Linked DNA regions of Mus musculus: region 1 is linked to region 2. The links are chromatin contacts, called in public targeted proximity ligation maps. All regions are on one chromosome and are shown on one strand. The core of a region is the stretch at or near the end of the contact, and the rest is flanking DNA. Distances in the headings are between cores, read along the strand shown.

Region 1 (5,089 bases), core at 636-3,135, 350 kb before region 2:
AGTGGTTGGGGGACCACACCAGCATTCCCTTCAGCTCCTTGTTGCTATAGCGTGCAGGGCTCTCTGAAAGGATGAGCAGAATTAGGCACTCACAGAAACAGGAGACCACTGAGCAACACAGTCAAGCGAGGAGGTGAGGCCCAGAAGGGAAGGAGGAGCTGAGACCCAGACAGGAAGGCAGAGCAGGAAAAGTAACAGTGCCACGGGGCCACCCACCCCGCCCACCGCCTGTCCCTCAAGCAGGAGCCAGCCAAGAGTTCCCAGGTGGGGCTGTAGGCCAAGCCATCAGCCTCCACCCCTCCCTGCCGCCCTCCCTCCCTCCATGTCTGTCCTGCCACTCACCAGGCTTGCACTCCGGAATTACTGCTTGGTAATTGGTTCCAACTCGGATCATGCTGTCTGTGGAGCCAGGGGAGGCAGTCAAGACTCCAGGGAAGTAGGGGGAGGATATAGTGAGGGGAGGTAGCTGATCTGGAGTTCTCCTTCCTGACCACTCAGGGACCCCCACCATACAGGAGACTCACTTTTCCTTGATAGTGCCCCCCAGCTACCCTCCGATAGAAGGTACTAGGAGAGTCATACCCTGCCTAGTCATGGCCATGGGGGGAAGGGGAGGTTAAGAGGACACTTTTAAAGCCCAGGCTAGAGCAAAGTGCTTTGTTCTAACTGGGGGTGGGAGCTTGGAGGGCTGCCCCTAGATCTGGACCACAGCCTTGCAGAGAGCTCGGGGCTCCTCCCCACCACATGAGCTTCACAGCTCCGCATAGAGGTATCTTCCCAGTACCTGGTCCAATCAGACCTCAGTCCCCTGCAAGGCTGCAAGGTATGAGGACCCAATCCATCCAAGAGAGGCATCCTAAGCTCCCTCAACGACTGAGGGCAAAGGGGAGGTGGGTGGTCAAGGGCCCAGCCTGTAGATTTCCTGTGCCGGCAACACCAGGCACGAGAAGGCTGAGGTTGCAATCCAGGAGCGGCAGAAACCATCTGTGGTTCGCAACTCTCCCCCCCCCCTCCTCCACCTTCCATGATCCCTCCCCGGACCAGCGCGCCTTTAACCCTAGGCCACCAGGCTCACCATGAGAGTGCTCCTCCTCGCTGCTGTCATCCTCCGAGTGTGGCTGTCCGCCGTTGGGTGCCGTCTTGGCCCGACTTCGGGACAAGATCCCGGAGCCCGCACTGGGCTTCTCCATTACTGAGGGCATTACCCTACCCGGCAGCCCCGAGGGGCACGGGATCCTTTGGAGAGCGCAGGAGCTTGCCGCGCTTGCCTCGAGTGCTGCGCCTGGCCCGGCCTGGAGGGGTCGCCACTGAGGCTACGAGAGGCAGGAGGTCAGCGTGGCTAGGGTCCGGGAGGTCGGGGCCCCGGAGGGCAGCCCTAACGCTCACTGCGACCCCCACGGGCGAGGACGGCAGAAAAGTTTGTGAAGTGGGGGTACGGGGGAGACGGCGCGGCCGGGGGCACGCTCGCTCCGTGCGCCCCTCGGGGCTGGTTCTCCCCCGGGGAGAGTCGGGGCGCGTTGCCCTCGGGGAGCCCCGGAGCCGCGCCGCGCGCCTGCCCACGCTGTTTGGCCAGCAAGGGCTACCGCGCAGTGGCCGCCGCAGCTGACTCCGCGCCCCTCGGCTGCGCTGAGGATGCCCCGATCCCCAACGGAGGTAACCCTGCCCGACCCGACCCCACGGCAACCACGCCAGCCGGCTGGAGCCCCGGCGGCAGGACGGCGCGCACGGCGTGCGGCGCTGGAGCAGAGTTGCCGGGAGGCGGGCGGAGCGCAGCCGCGGGCGCCGCCTCGCACCCTCCCCGGCGCGCTCGCTCGCCCCGCCGCGCTCGCGCTACCGCCGCTCGCTCGCCCGCTCTCCGCCGCCGCTCGCTCCTCGCGCACACAATGAAGCTGCTGGCAGGGAAGTAGTGCCGGCTGCGGCCTCAGCACCCCTCCCCCAGCCGATGCCTCCGCCAGCTGAACATCTGGCCCTGGGGTGGGAGGGAGGGCCCGGGGGGCGGGGCCTGGGGCCGGGGCTAGACCTCCAGGGGGTGGGGTCAGGACCGGAATGGGGCGCACGTACCCCCCCCAGGGAGCACCCTTGGTGTCTCTGAGTTCTCAGACTTGGCCCTTTTGGGTAGACCCCAGTGCCCCCCAGGAGAAGCCCGGGGTCAGCCCCACCCACAAGCACACCGGTTCCACACACTACTGGGCTCTGGTTACTGTGGCCTGCCCCGGGGGCCCTGAGGCCGCCTGTCCGACCGCCCGGGTGGAGCCCAGCTTTTCCTTCCATTTCCCTTCCTGCCAAGGAACTCCCTGCCCCCCCTTCCGCAGGGGGATCCCCCCCTTCATGCGCCCTTGGGGGCCAAAGCGGATGGGAGGCCGGACAGGCGCAAGATGAATTTCTATAAGAGCCACTGGGCTAGAACCTGACTTCTGCTAGGTCTGTGGGTCCCCAGGGGTCACCCTAGTGTCTTTCAACTGCTGCAGTCTGCACCCAAAACAGTAGTATCAAAGATTGAGGAATGAGTATGAAAGGTAATAGGGCAAGTTCTGGGCTGAAAGGGGCGAGCTCCTCACTGGGTTCACTGTCACCCCAGCTGGAAGCAGCATCCCCCCTCCCCCCGGACAGGCACAGGCAGAGTGACAGACAGGGAAGCGGGTTGGGAGGCACAGACGGAGTTGGGGGAGGGGGTGGGCAGAGACTTTCAAAGCCAGACCCAGCCACCCTGCCAGGCACACAAAGAGCCAGCGCACTCACCGGCAGCAGCTCGAAGCCTGTGAGCTGCGCCTGTGCCCGTCCCCGCCGCCTGGGGCACGTGCTGCAGCTCACACAGGCCGAAGCCCCCGCCCGCTGTCCCTCCCACGGGGAGCCCGGACTCCTGGACACGCCTCTACCCGGGCACACCCGCTATGCCCAGATCGAGCCGAGCCTGCACGCGCACCCTCCTCTCCCTTCCCTTCCTTGGCCACTCTGTAATCAGATTCCTAAATTTAGAAGCAGCCCTGGCCCCAACCGGGGATCCCTGCCCCTACCCACTGGCTGTGGCCGACCGGCCTGGGTCCTGTGGTCAGGCCACGACCTGGCTGGGGCATCCTGTTCCTGGGGGCTCTTTGCCTGCGGCTGGCAGAGTCAGACACGACCCCGCCCGACTTCAGCACTGTCCGGCCACATAGGGCCACCCAGTCAGCGGCCACGTTGCCCGCCACACCTTGGGCCAAGGTTATGGGGCCTTTTTTCCTCCCCTTAAATCATGAGCTGGGCACCAAGCCTCAGGGTGGGGAGATCTGGGACAAAGAAAGAAAGAAAGAAAGAAAAAATGAACCAGAGGCAATCTGAGCTGAAGGGGTCTGTACCAAGAGGCAAAGCGACTTCCAGTGGCCCCTAGAAATGAGTGGCAGGGAGCCAGACCTGTCCCCAATACCTGTACCTTGTAGTGAGGTGCTCCTGTTTCTATCCCTTTGCCTAGCTAGCAACCATTGTGCACACCACACTCTCCTATGATGGCGTCTTTCTTGCTTCTGGCACCCATTAGGCAAGGCTTCTATTGGGTCCCCCCTCCTCCACTTGCCTCCTTCCATAGGAGAACCTAGGATCCCGGGCCAAGACCCCAAGACCTCAAGCATCAAGCTTAGTTCTTGTTTCCGTCCTCCAGGGCTGCCCCAGGTGTGCCAGCACAAGGCCTAAAGAGGATCCCAAGCCACAGGCTTCCCTTCTGTCTGGAGGCCACTTCTCCCACACACTGGGACCCAATACTGCTCTCACTTAGCCCTGGAGCCAGGCCCCCACCCCCGCCCACACACACCAAAGGAAGAGCCTGCTCTAGGGTGGGGGCAGGGTGGGGAGATTTATTTATTTATTTATTTATTTTTGAGGTAAGAGGGCTGTCTGAGAGCCCTGATATAGTGATCCTTCTGCCAAGGAGAGACACAACACGGGAGGGGCATCAGAGTTTAAGGACAACTGTGGGGGCCACAGGGTGCAGAAGTGGCTGGTTTCGAGTGATGTATTTCACCCTCAAGCTGCAAGGGCGCAGGAGAGAGGCAAGGTCCCACCCCTCCCACCTGCTGCAGCCGCCCCCTCCCCAGCTGGCCCCCTCTTTTGTGAGAAGGCACACAAAGGACAAGGGGCCCCGGCCGGTCTGGCCATCTGCTCCTAGCAGCCTGGAGGCTCTTAAAGAGACAGCTCCCCCTCCCTTGCGGCCCTGGGACTGTGGGGTGTGGCTATGCCACAGAACCCAGTCCAGGCTGTACCCCAGGTCCCACCCACTCTAGTTCCCCAAGTCCTAAGGTCAGGAATCTTCTTCCCTCAGGCGTGGGGTTCAGAGGTGCCATGTGGCCAGGGATCTGGGGTATGATAAGGGAGAGAGCCAGCCAGAGACCAGCCCCTCCTCTCATGCAGCCTGAGGAAGCTCAGAAGCAAGCAGCAAGAAGCTCACCTCCCTGAGGCCACCTGCAAGCCTGGCTAGAGCTCAGGTCTCCCGGGAATGCTCTCCCGCCATTTTGACGGATGAGCTTCTACTCTTGGCCCACGGGGAGGGAAGGCGAACACGACAGCGCCCTTGCCTTCTCTTAGGGATGGGAGCCAGGGCCCAGACTGCCTCACAGCAAACCCAAGCCCACAGCCAGGCACATTTATCCCCTGTGCTCTTCCTGATGAGGGATATGGGGCCTTGCTTGGCCTTATACAGGTCTCTGCCTGAAGCTTGCCTCTCTTGCCTAGGCTCCTGGGCCCTCAGATCCCCAGGAAAGTCTGCTCTCATCCAGGCAGGTCAGAGCATCTCATCGATTTACCACTTGGTTCACAGACACAAAACAAACGTGCTTGATAGCTCGTCATTGTCTTCACGGCTATGTTCTAAGAGTCTAGCATACAGCAGGCACTCAGCATTTGCTGAAAGAAACAGCAGACTTCAGGAGCTCACTGTCTTTTCCCCTTAGCTGAGCTCCTATGTGCTAGACCTGCTGAGCATCATGCCTCCTCTCTCTTCAAGGTGAGGCAGAGGGACAAGGGTTGAGCAGGGATGCTGGGAAAGAAAAGGAAGGGTGACCTTGGGTGAGCCACCGGGCCTCCCCTCCTCTCAAAGGCGGGGGCAGCTCCAGCCAATCCC
Region 2 (5,270 bases), core at 490-2,989:
TACTGGACAGAGCAGCAGAACAGGGTTGGAGGATACTACTGGGGAGACTACTGGGGTTGAGTAGTGGGCAGCAGCAGATGGGCAGGTTTCAGGAAAGTGGGGCAGGCAAGCTGGGGAGGTCATGTGGGGACCACTTCAGCTTTCCATGGAACTGGTTGAGTCTCTTGTTGCTTTTCCAGCTGCCTCTGCCTCTGATGGAGCTCATGGAGACTGAAGTTCTGGATATTCTCAAAAAAGCCCTCATCAGTGAGCACTCCACCCCCACCCCCACCCCAGCTTCCACAAAAGATCCTGGTGGCTTTGGCAGGGCTTGGGGCTGTGGAGTTTCAGGATATGTAGTCTTGTCAGATCCCCTTAGCACTCACAAGGATGCCCTAAAAATTAAAAGTCAAGAGAGTAGGCACAGGCCGACTCAATGGAGTGAGTGACTCAGAGGACTTAAAATAAGCCCCTTTCTAGCAAGTCTGTTTTCTCTGCTTGTTCAGTGGAGTGACAGCCTTTGGGTAGCTTTGCTTCACTCCCAGGTGTGGGAGCTGTGACACATCGGGATTTTTTTTGGGTAAATGTACTGGATATTGGATTATCTGCGTAACCTTCTGCTCATGGTATATGAGCACATAGAGGGAAGAAAGGGCCAGATAACTAGTTAGAGTGAGCGGCTCAGGAGGAGGTTGGGTCTCACTGCCTCTGTTCAGGCTTGCAGCAACTTCTTCAGCCTTCTTCCCCTCCATTCTTCACATCGCACCTAGGAGACCCAAAATTCCCCAAACTAACACAGATCCAAATCCAGCACTAAATGCCACCTCAAATCACCTGTGGTTCCTCAAATGGGGGAAGCCCTTTGCTGCTGTTCATGGCCCTGAGCTCAGCTCTTCCCTCTCCCTAGCATATAGGTCCACGATTGGCAGGAACCACTTCATGACTAAAGAGCTGCAGGGATACATCGAAGGGATCAGGAAGCGCAGGAACAAGAGGCTGTACTTTTTGGATCAGTGAACCTCCAGCTCAAGTGGCCGACGAGACGTCCGCTCCGTGTCCTTTCCGGTCCCTCGAACCCAAGCTCAACCTCATCTGCATGGAATTTGAATCCTAGAGAAATTAAAGAGTCTATGCATGGTCCCAGAGTCAGTGCGTGGCTGCTTGCGTGAGGCGGACGCACGTGGCCCCGCCTTTCCCCGTGACCTTCATTCGGTCACCGCAGTGACCTTGAGTTTTGTCCGCTCGTGTCTCACCTCTGCCTTTGAGGAACTCGCAAACCAGGGCTACTTGCATGTTTTAGGTCTGCTTCTCCACTTGAGGGTCCTCAGGGGTGCTGATCTACCAAATCTGTCAAGTGTCCCATCAACATAATGGGGTGGGGTGGGGAGCAGCACCCTGTTAGGCCCCACCCCTTATGCATATGCAGTTACATAAACCCGCCTTTCATTTACATACACGTTCAACGCCCTCACAGAGTGAGTTCACTGAACAGCTACGCCCACTCTTATAAGGCAGAGCACCGCCCTCCTTCGTGATGCAAGGGTGCTCCGGCTTCTCTCCCGCACCAGTTCCTAGTCTTCGCTCCTCCCCTAGGTTCAGGCCCCGCCCACAGGAGGCCGCGCACGCGTGTGTATCGACAAGGCCTGCCCGCTGTCCTCCGGGTACGCAGGCGCCGCCGCCTCCCTCGGATATTAGCATAGGGCACCTGGCCCCACCCCCTGTTTTGCATGCGCAGGCCGGCCCCGCCTCCGCTGTCAGCTGGAGGAAGCGGAGTAGGAAGCAGCCGCGATGTCCTTTTGTGTCCTACAAGCAGCCAGCGGCGCCGCCGAGTGAGGGGGGACGCAGCGCGGCGGGGCGGTGCGGCCGGAGGAGGCGGCCCCCGCTCACCCCGGCGCTCCGGGCCGCTCGGCCCCCATGCCTGCCCGCCAGCCCTGCCGGAGCCCAAGGTCCGGGGGCGGAGGGGAAGGCGGCCGCGGGGGTGGGCGGGCGCGGCGGGGGCCATGTGCAAGCGCGGGCGGGGGGCGGGCTGCGGGCGGGGTCGCGCCTGGTGCGTCGGCCGGGTCAGGACTGGCTTCAGGTCCTGGCCTCCAGTTAGCCTCGGGCCTTGGAGCGAGTCCCCGGGCAGCGTTCAGATCGATCCTTGAGCATTGCGGGAGTCCTCGGGGTGGGCTGGAATTGAAAGGGTCCCTTGAGGCCACGTGGGGGCGCTTGCAGGGGCTTTGGGCCACCCTCCTCTCTGGGTCATAGGTCATCGTAGCGCGAGGGAGAACTTCTTCCTTGTCGCCTCTTCTTACTTCCTGATAACCTGATAGAAGTCCCCCGCGGGCAATGGGGGGAGGGGAGATTAGTAACTTCAGGCAACTTCCCATAGGTGTGCGCAGGTTAATGGGGGGTGGGGGGCGGCCCTGGAGGTCGCGAGAGGTGGTGAACTCTGCGGTAGCTGGAGTGTAAGAATGAACCTTGCAGGTTTGGGGTGCAAAAGAGGTGGAGCCGCGCCCTGCACGGCGTGGCTGGACTGGGCTTGCTAAAGCTGGAGGGGGTGGCGTGTCAGAGGTGAGAGACTCCCTTACAAGAGTGTGGTGAGGGATTAGAAGACTTGAGTGTGAGTTTGCTTATTGAGTGTGCTCTTTTGCTGGGAGTATGTGAGAACTTGGGACTGGTTAAAGGCCATGTGTGAGTGGAAGGTTCCCAGGAGAGTGTGAGCATGTGTGGACATGTGGAAACTCCTGAGAGAGTGGCCATATCCTTTGCCTCCGCCCCCCTTGGCCCCCCTTAGCCCCCTCCCGGTTCCTCAGTATGCTCTTGAATACTTGAGAGTACCTCCTGGAGTACATCTGGAGAAAACTGAGGAGAGGATCATGCTTATGCTCGGGGTTGAGAGTTGCCTGCAGGTTGAGGTTAGCCTGCTTCCTGGCTTGGGTGGGAGCTAGACTTGCCAAGCCGCTCCCAGGTTCCCAAGAGGAAGACCTGCTGTCAGTTACTGGCCTCAGAGGCTCTGGAGACTCTGTTCCCATGGCGACAGCTGGGGGCCCTCTTCATGGGCAGCCCTTCCTTGGACTCTGCCTCCTCCTTCTCCTTGGCTGAGCCTGGAAGCCTGGCTTAGTCCCAGTGTTGCCCAACCTATGTGGCAGGGTGCCTCCCTGTGACCCTGATGGTCTTTCCCTGCAGGTGACCAGCACCATGTCCAGCCAGGTGGTGGGCATCGAGCCTCTCTACATCAAGGCAGAGCCAGCCAGTCCTGACAGTCCAAAGGGTTCCTCAGAGACTGAGACTGAACCCCCGGTGACCCTGGCCTCTGGTCCAGCTCCAGCCCGCTGCCTTCCAGGGCACAAGGAGGAGGAGGATGGGGAGGGGGCAGGGTCTGGTGAGCAGGGCAGTGGGAAGCTAGTGCTCAGCTCTCTACCCAAACGCCTCTGCCTGGTCTGTGGGGATGTGGCCTCTGGCTACCACTACGGTGTGGCATCCTGTGAGGCCTGCAAAGCCTTCTTCAAGAGGACCATCCAGGGTGAGCCCCTACCCCCACCCCCTGCTTCTGTGCCCTTTGCCCTGTACCCTTTGGGCCTGGCACTAATTGGTACAGTGCTGCATGCAGGAGGCCCTGAGCCTGTCTGTTGCTGCTTGAGTCAGCAATATGAAGTTTGAATTTCCTTGTTCTTCCTGGGACATCATTTTATTTAAGGGCTATAGCTGAGGTTAGTAGAATGCTTGCCTAGTTTACAGGAGGCTCTAGGTTCTGTCCTTAGCACCATATAAGTCAGGTGTGGTGTTGGGTACCTAAAATCTCAGCACTTTGGAATGGAACTAGGAGCATCAGAGATTCAAGGTCATCATTGACTACATAGTAAGCTGAAGGACAACTTGGGCTCTGTGAAAGCCTGCTCCCTCCCCTCAAAAGGGTGGGGTGAAGCTGGGCAGTGGTGGCTCATACCTTTAATCCTTGCACTGGTGAGGCAGAGGCAGGTGGATCTGTGAGTTTGAGGCCAGCCTGGTCTACAGAGTGAGTTCCAGGACAGTCAAGGCTACACAAACTCTGTCTTGAAGGAAAAAAAAAAGTAGAAGAAAGAAAAAGCTACTAGTATAGGTCACTGATGGATTGGAATGGGATATGAGCCAGGATGCAGGTGCCTGCACCTGTTATAAAGCTTCGCTCCTGACTTTCCTGTTGCCTCTAGTAGCTGCCTGTAAATCACCTCGCACAGCACAGAATCACTCTTCATGACTCCCCCAAAGCACCACACTACTAACTCTAGGCACAGTTTATGGGTAATGATACAGGTTTGTTAGGTTTTAGCATCCAGCAGGCTTCCTCACTCTTTAGCCACTGATTTTTTTCTCTCTCTCTCACCCAGGAGAGCAGTGACGACGACATTGAGACGAACATTCTCTGGGGCAGGCCTATTGTTCTTAAGCAACCACTGGTTACGTTGAGGCTATAATATCATTTTATATATATAGACATATACATATGTATGTATATGTATATATTGAGACCTTTTCTTATTATGTAGTTGGCCTGGAATTTCCTGTGTCTTCCAAGCCTAACCCCTCCATCCCTTTGCCTCAGCCCCCATGAGTGCTGTGGTTACAGGCAGATACCACTGCAGCTGACTTGTAAAAATGTCCTTAGCATGAATTTATTTTGTGTGTGGGGTATGTATTTGCACCCACTGTATGCATGTAAAGGTCAGAGGATAAACTATGGGAGTAGGCTCTTGATGTCTACCATGAAGGACCTGGGGATTGAACTCAGTCATCAGGTTTGGCAGCAAGTGCCTTTACCTACTGAATCATCTTGCCAGGCATCAACTGGTTTCAGAACACTTTTTTTTTTCTTGAGTGTTTATCCTGTGGTAGGTACTGCTCCTTTTACTTTCAGGATTTCACCCCCTTATTGCAACCCCACGAGAAGGGGTCCGTGTCGAGAGCTGATGCACAGGGAGGCATTTGTAGCTCCTCAGATCTCTCTAGAAAATGACAGCCCTTGTGTTTGGTGCAGGTCCAGAGCTGAGCTCTTAAACTGCAGACTGCTGCCTCTGTGTATCACCAGTGACCTGGACTTTGGACCACTGGTAGTGATATTCCAGAGAGTTGTTTTATGGAGTTTTTGATGTTGTCTTGAGATAGGGTCTCATTGTTTAGCCAGGGCTGTCCTAGAACTCACTCTATAGACCTGACTGGCCTTGAATTCACAGAGCTCTGTCTGCTTCTGCCTACGGAGTGCTTGTGAGTTTTCACTTAACTGAAGTACACTGATCTAAAACTGCTCCTTGCTGGCCAGAGCCAGGTGCCTC

Evidence for each region.
Region 1: a contact with region 2 is called in a targeted proximity ligation map of embryonic stem cells, with 13 read pairs. A contact is called at or near these places in 3 of 484 Hi-C or Micro-C datasets (all in embryonic stem cells), 4 of 130 datasets of targeted methods (embryonic stem cells and pancreatic cancer cells) and 1 of 9 other capture datasets (adipose tissue).

What each region holds. Positions count from the first base shown.
Region 1 is chr19:7,265,075-7,270,163 of GRCm38.p6, reverse strand. Rcor2 (REST corepressor 2) reads right to left here and starts at 1,885. Exons shown (of 12, transcript NM_001320554.1): 1 at 1,076-1,885; 2 at 343-399; 3 at 1-63. The coding sequence starts at 1,202.
Region 2 is chr19:6,918,277-6,923,546 of GRCm38.p6, reverse strand. It overlaps Esrra (estrogen related receptor, alpha), which reads left to right and starts at 1,739. Exons shown (of 7, transcript NM_007953.2): 1 at 1,739-1,925; 2 at 3,148-3,484. The coding sequence starts at 3,160. Catsperz (cation channel sperm associated auxiliary subunit zeta) reads left to right here. Exons shown (of 5, transcript NM_001039494.2): 3 at 1-24; 4 at 180-246; 5 at 887-1,121. The coding sequence ends at 996.